2 separate regions of the Hordeum vulgare genome follow, and region 2 is linked to region 1. The links are chromatin contacts, called in public Hi-C maps. All regions are on one chromosome and are shown on one strand. Each heading gives the region's core, a stretch centred on a gene start, on an enhancer-like site or on the middle of the called end of the contact. The rest is flanking DNA. Distances are from core to core; before and after follow the strand shown. Region 1 holds the start of LOC123443333 (putative ankyrin repeat protein RF_0381). Region 2 has its middle 240 kb from the start of LOC123439716.

The links. A called contact is a pair of places that touch in the nucleus more often than the background predicts.
Region 2: a contact with region 1 is called in a Hi-C map of seedling, with 5 times the contacts expected there. The contact joins the enhancer-like site here to the promoter of LOC123443333 in region 1. A contact is called at or near these places in 1 of 6 Hi-C or Micro-C datasets (seedling) and 1 of 1 datasets of contacts at active chromatin or transcription factors (embryo).

Annotation. Positions count from the first base shown.
Region 1 is chr3H:153,562,879-153,565,989 of MorexV3_pseudomolecules_assembly, reverse strand. LOC123443333 (putative ankyrin repeat protein RF_0381) reads right to left here and starts at 1,774. Exons shown (of 3, transcript XM_045119667.1): 1 at 1,586-1,774; 2 at 46-791. The coding sequence starts at 765.
Region 2 is chr3H:153,884,088-153,887,397 of MorexV3_pseudomolecules_assembly, reverse strand. No RefSeq gene overlaps it. Among protein-coding and RNA genes, the nearest start is that of LOC123439716, 240 kb to the left of the region's middle. Within about 2 kb of position 1,552, at least 2 of the 3 cell types and tissues checked have open chromatin away from gene starts, as enhancers often do. A contact at or near this core is called in seedling, where this site is marked.

The DNA of each region.
Region 1 (3,111 bases), core at 525-3,024:
AGGCAGTCAGATATCATCAAGATTCAGAAGCAGAAGCAGAATCACCTCAACTTGGCCCCTTGCAGCCGCGGCATGCAAGATGGTGGCGCCCTGCGCGTCCTGGTACGCAGCGGCATCGGAGCAACCCTGCAGGAGCTCCGTGAGGATCTCCAGGTCACCGCCCCTCGCCGCGGCGTGCATTGCCCGGTTCATCATCTCGCGCCTGAACATGTACCCCCCACGATTGGTAGCAGCAGCAGGGGTATCTCCCGAATCCCCAGCCGGAGAGAGCACCGCGTTGAGCAACATCCGGAACACCTCCGGGCGCCTGCTCCTGGCGGCGGCGTAGAGGACGTCGGTCACGCCGTACTCCCCCTCGCCGAACACCAGCAGGGGCTGCCTCCCGAGGAGCTCCCGCACAAAGCCCGCGTCCCCGGCCGCGGCCGCCGTGTAGAGCAGCCAGCCGCCGTAGCCGGCCCGGATGAGCCGGTTCCCCCCAGGCCGAGCGCGGGACTCGCAGTCGAGGAGCAGGCAGCGGGCGACGGAGGCGCGGTTCGCGGCGGCGTCGGCGAAGCGCATGTCGTCGTCCCAGACGGACTCGAGGCGGCGGATGCGGCGCAGGGAGGTGAGCTTGATGAGGAGATTGGCGTCCAGGTGGAGCAGCTCCCTGACGACGTCGTAGTGGCCGCTCGCGGCCGCCCAGTCGATGGGCGTGGCGTACCACCACTGGTCGCCCGTGCTCTCCCACCGGAGCGGGAAGTGGGACTCCTCCATCTCCATCTCCATGGACCGCTACCGGTTGGTTAATCCACCTGCAGAGACGATAGACGAGGAAGCTGAGCAAACTCAACCCCGGAACAGAAGCCAAATCTGGATAAACTACTGCGAATTTGGGGCGGTGAATGGTTGAATAACCATTAACCATTTCTTCTGGTATGATCGATTGATCGAACATCAAAGCAACTCGGCAGTTGCGGCGGCTTCAAAGAAAAGAATTATTATTCCGTGTGCGATCAGTTATGGAAGGGGTTATTAAGAATGGGAACTGCCCATGCTGGGCTGCGCGATGCGGGCAGGTTGAAGCATTGATTTAACTCAATAGTGAGCAACAGGTGAGGTGAGTACCTCAGAGCAGAGTCAGAGATACGGACATGGAAGGCGTAGGCCATGGCCATGGGAGCAGCAGCTGCGAGACAGAGGTTCCATCTCCATCTCCATCTCCGTCTCTCGGACCAACCAAGCGCATGAATACATGGAGATAGAGGACTGGATCACCTCCGCGTGCTTGTCTCGAGTGGCCAGCTCAGCTGGGAGGAACCCCACAACCACAAGAGAGGGAGAGGCAGGTCGTCAAGGGAGGGGAAAGGGGAATGGAACGAGCGGGGCCATGTGAGCTCTCGAGACCTTTTCAAGCTCAGAATTCAGAGAAAGGCACGCAAGACAAAGCCTGCAGAATGGGACCAGGTCCATTCCCTCCCTCCCTCCCTCCAAAAAGAACAATGGATTTACGGCAAGAACCAAGAATGCAGGCACAAGTTTTGGGTGCAACAAAAGATTAACTAATTGATCTACTTGAGAAAAATATTACTAGCAAGTTTGGGCTTACCTACTGTTGCCGCTGCCTTGAGAGTAATCTACTCTACTGTATCTCTATCCTATGAAGCTCCGTCAAACCGGCCATTTAACCTTAGTTTCTCTTCACAATAATATATGCACTTTTTCTAGACCTTACTGTATTATTCTACAGCCAGGAATGCCTTAGCCGGTTCTCTGAAGCTTGCAGGCGTTCTGGTTCGCACGGAAGCGGATTTGTCCAGACAGAAGAGAACGATGCCTGCTGGCCACCCGAAAGGTAGGAGGCAAGCCAAAGAGGATAATGATTTGGACCTGCAATTCGGACGCAAATCTCATTCTGGCTGCCAAACATAGAAAAGTCTGGTCATAACTGCCAAGCTAGAAAAAGACAGTGTTGGGATCTGTTTTCTTCAGTTGGAAAGAGTTATTTATCCCTTTACTAGCAATAATTAATTTTTGGAGACACGATCTGCTCTTAGGACGTTTTCATAGAGCACTTTCAATGATTGGCGCTTAGTACAATTTTATAGGCAAAACGTGTTAGGATATTATAAGCAATGTTTGGTTAACAATACTTGGTTAAGATTAATATAGATTAGAATCACTACAAGTGCACTGACATTGCTAAATGTAAGTCTTTATAAAGATTACACTACGAACTACATACAAAACGAAATGAATCTCTAAAAATAGTATGACAGACTATGAACATGCACATACGCGGCCAAAAGGCACATGTCAACAGAGAGGTTCAGCAAATGCTGGCCATGGTGGTAAAAATAAGGTGACCGTTCGCCATAGTCGGGGCTATTAGGCTGGCTTTCGGCCTCGTTGACAATATCTAGGCGCGCTGGTCGTGTCCTCAACAACCAAAATTTTATTCACACTTATGACCATAACATGCAAACAAATTATGTTAATTTTAGTTTAATTGCTTTTTAAGAATCCACTACTCTAATGAATAACAAAGAAGATTAAATAGATGGTTTTTAGGTCAACTCTAATGCACGATCCCAAACGAACGTCCATTTCGTCCGCTTTGTGTTCATTTATGGGTGGCAATGGAGATGGAGTCGTATCAGTCTGAATTTGTGGATGCGTCGGCCGTGCGTCCAACGCGAGTCCACATTTCGGCAGCATCTCGTCCGCTGTGCATGCAAGATATGAAAAAAAGGATGTGGCAATAGTTTCCCTCGTCGGCCATGCCCGCCTTCCCTCCTTTTTTCTTACGAGCGGCATATTGGTCTTTGAACTTGGCACAATCTTTGATGAGCGACCAACAATGCGTGAGAGTAAATGGCTTGTTCTTGTGTCGAGCCTTGAAGGCTTCCAAAGATTGGAATGCCTATAGAACCAAATATGCAGCCACATTTGTAAAATGGAAGGACACAAAATACATGAAAACATAAAATTGCATGCCAACATGAATGGACACATGACAAAAAACGAGAGGTTCATACCAAGTCACCAATGCCTAGGCCACTCACGGTACGGGCTTGAACGCTCTCAAGCATGGCACAATATTTGTTACACTCTTGCTGGATGAACCCCCATGTC
Region 2 (3,310 bases), core at 303-2,802, 320 kb before region 1:
CAACACATTTTATACTCATCACCAAGTGCTTTTACATTCCACAAACAGACAGATAGAGTAGTACTCCTCACAACGATACAACGAGCACCTAGATGTGACCAAGCTACTGGTAGGGAAGGAAAACATGTGAAAACTAAGGAAGAGGTGAAGCACATCAGAAGATTGCTCCTAGCACACATGTAAGGGAATAAGTAGAACCACTATGTAGGGAAGGTATATGGACGGTTTGTCACTGTCGGGACACCATGGGGGCACGCGTGGTTGTTTGAGCGCATCATGGGTCAACATCAGCACCGCCGACGTTGTTGTTGTCGTTAGCTTCGACAGAAGCAACAACCGCATCATCTGCATCGTAGAGCATGGAAACCTCTGGTGAGGGCTGCGACATAAATAGGCGGGGCTTTTGGAACATCGAGCTAGGCGTCATGAAAGGCATCTTTGAGAGATTTGGCCACGTCGGAGGCTATGAGGCGCCCGGCTCTAGCTATAACTGCCTTGGTGGTCATGTCGGTGAAGACTTTGGGTTATTTGGCGGATAGGCGCGAGCTTTGGTGTAGGATCTTGGTCTTGTCCGCCAAGCGCTTGGCGCTATGATGCAACTTGCGATGCACACACTCATGGAGGACAGAATCTGCAGGTTCCATTGTGGGAGTGGGCATAGTAAGTTGTGTAAAGGTTGATAGGATGAGGTAGGGGAGAGACAAGGTTGTATTGGTACCGTACCATAGGAGGATGCCCCAGCCGAGAAAGCGATGGTGGAGACGTCTATGTCGAGGGATGATGAAGTGGAGATGTCATACTGGCGAAACACGGACGACAACTGTAGGGCGGAGGGTGGTGGAGGCTCGAGGGCGTCGTTGGCCGCCAAGGGTAGTGGTGGGGGTAGGGAAATCCCCGGACAGCAACGGTGAGGCATGGCGTTGGTCGTGTGATGCTGGCAGGCGTGGAGGACGAGTCGATGATGGCCATGGTGGAGAAAGGCGTTGGAGACGACACCCGCTATGATGTAGGGACCGAGTCAGTGTTGGATGAGATGGTGAGGATGGGATGGGCTTGGCCAACAGGGTCGTCATCGCCTGACGAGACGTGGAGAGGTATGTTGGCGGAGTTACCGATGTGGTTGGCTGGAGGAGGCGCTGTGCCAAAATTGGGGATGACGGTGGGCTGCAAGGCAACTCGTCGTCGAACCCACTTGATACGTGGAAAGGGTTGTGGCCGCTGTCAACATGACGGTCGTTCGAGTCTGAGTCGGAATTGGAGTCATAGGAGAACGACGATTGGTCCAGGGGGACATCTAGCCGAGGACTATGGTGAGCCTGGTGATCTTGATGACTTTTATGTCATTTTTCAGGTGTAGCTCAATCGCTAGAGAGTCCAGCAATTGCTTGCGGTGGTTGACCATGATGAGGGCGTGGACCACCGTGAAGTCCTGCCCCTCGATGCAATAGTGGTCGACAAAGCAGACATTACTAGTGCCGCTAAGAGCCCACCTGATGCCTACATCATGCCAAAGCTCATGAGGGATTTTTGCAGCCTCGTCCTCAATGAGATGGTCAAAGACAGGTGGCACGCGGTCGGGAAGCTCGATTGGCTCGAGGGTGATCTCGTTGCCACTGAAGTCAAGGGAGCCGAGGCTGACGAGGTAGTTCCGCATTCTTGCGGATTCGAAGGTGACACAGCGAGCCCCACGCGGCAAAATTTCTTGATTTGACCCCTTTGAAGAAGTTTTTCAAGATCTGACCGGTTCAAAAAAATTCAGGATTTGACCCTTTTGCTACCGCCAGCACACTTTGCAGTAGGATTACATAGGCTATCGTAGTGTACACCGGCGCTAGGCTAACGACAGCACCCGTCTAATTAACGGCCCTATTGCTGACGTGGCACAAACCCTGCTGTCAGGGGAAGCAGCGGCAGGCTCTGATAACCTGCTGCCAGGGCCTCTGGTGGTAGGTGTGTGCATTTCGCAGTTCTGCGCACTGACTCATGGAATAACTTAACTTTCTTGTGCACCCTACCGTCACGCCCTTCGGCGGTAGACTGTGATATCCTACCGCTAGGGCCTCCAACGGTAGGGTATGATCATTATGGATTTTTCATACGTATCCGCTGTATCTATAATTTTTGATTGTCGCATGCCAATATTCTACAACTTTCATATATTTTTGGCAACTTATTATATTATTTTTGGGACTAACTTACTTACCCTGTGCCCAGTGCCACTTCCTATTTTGTGTGTGTTTTTGTATCGCAGAAATTCCATATCAAACAAAGTCCAAACGCGATAAAATTTATGGAGATTTGTTTTGGAATATATGTGAATTGTGAGAGTCGAAATGAACAACAGACGATGCCCGAGGGGGGGGGGGGCTAATGGCTTGTGGCCAACCCTTAAGTCACTTGAAGCTCTCCTTCGTCCACAAGAAAAATACTTTTGCGATAAAAATCCCCTAAAAATTTCAGCCCGATCAGAGTTACGGATCTCTGTGTATTTAAGAAACTGTGAAGGGCCAGAAAACATAAGCGAAAAGGGGAGAGAAATAGAGAGAGAGAGAGATCCAATTTCGGAGGGGCTAATGCCCTACGCGAGCCATGGCGGCCATGGACGAGAGGAGAAACCCTCCTCCCACCTAGGGAGGAGGCCAAGGAAGAAGAAGAACGAGGGGATCTCTCTCCCCTCTCTCCTGGTGGCGCCGGAGCGTCGTCGGGGAAACCATCGTGACGACAACCTACACCAAGAACTTCGTCACCGTCATCACCACCACCATGACCTTCCCTAATCTATCTTCATCAGCCCACTCTCCCGCATCCCGCTGTACTCGCTACTTCAACACGGTGCTTAATGCTATATATTATTATCCTATGATGTGTGGCTATCCTATGATGTTTCAACAGTTCCTTTTTGTCCTATGGGTTGATTGATGATCTTGATTGATTTGAGTTGCATGGTTTATATTGGTGATGTCCTAAGGTGCTTTCCGTGAGGCGCACACGTGGAAGATTCATGCTGGAGGGTTTGTAGTAAGTGCATGATTCGCTTATAATGGGTGGCTAGAGTGACAAAAGCATACATCTGAGTAAGGAGTTGTTTGCGTATGGGAGTAAAGGGGACTTGATGTTTAATGCTATGATTGGGTTTTACCTTAATGATCTTTAGTAGTTGCGGATGCTTGCTACAATTTCAATCATAAGTGCATATGATCAAAGTACAGAAAGTGTGTTAGCGTATGCCTCTCCGTCATATAAAACTGCAATAATGATTACCAGTCTAGTTATCAATTGCTTATGACAATCTCGCAAATCCTATCACCAC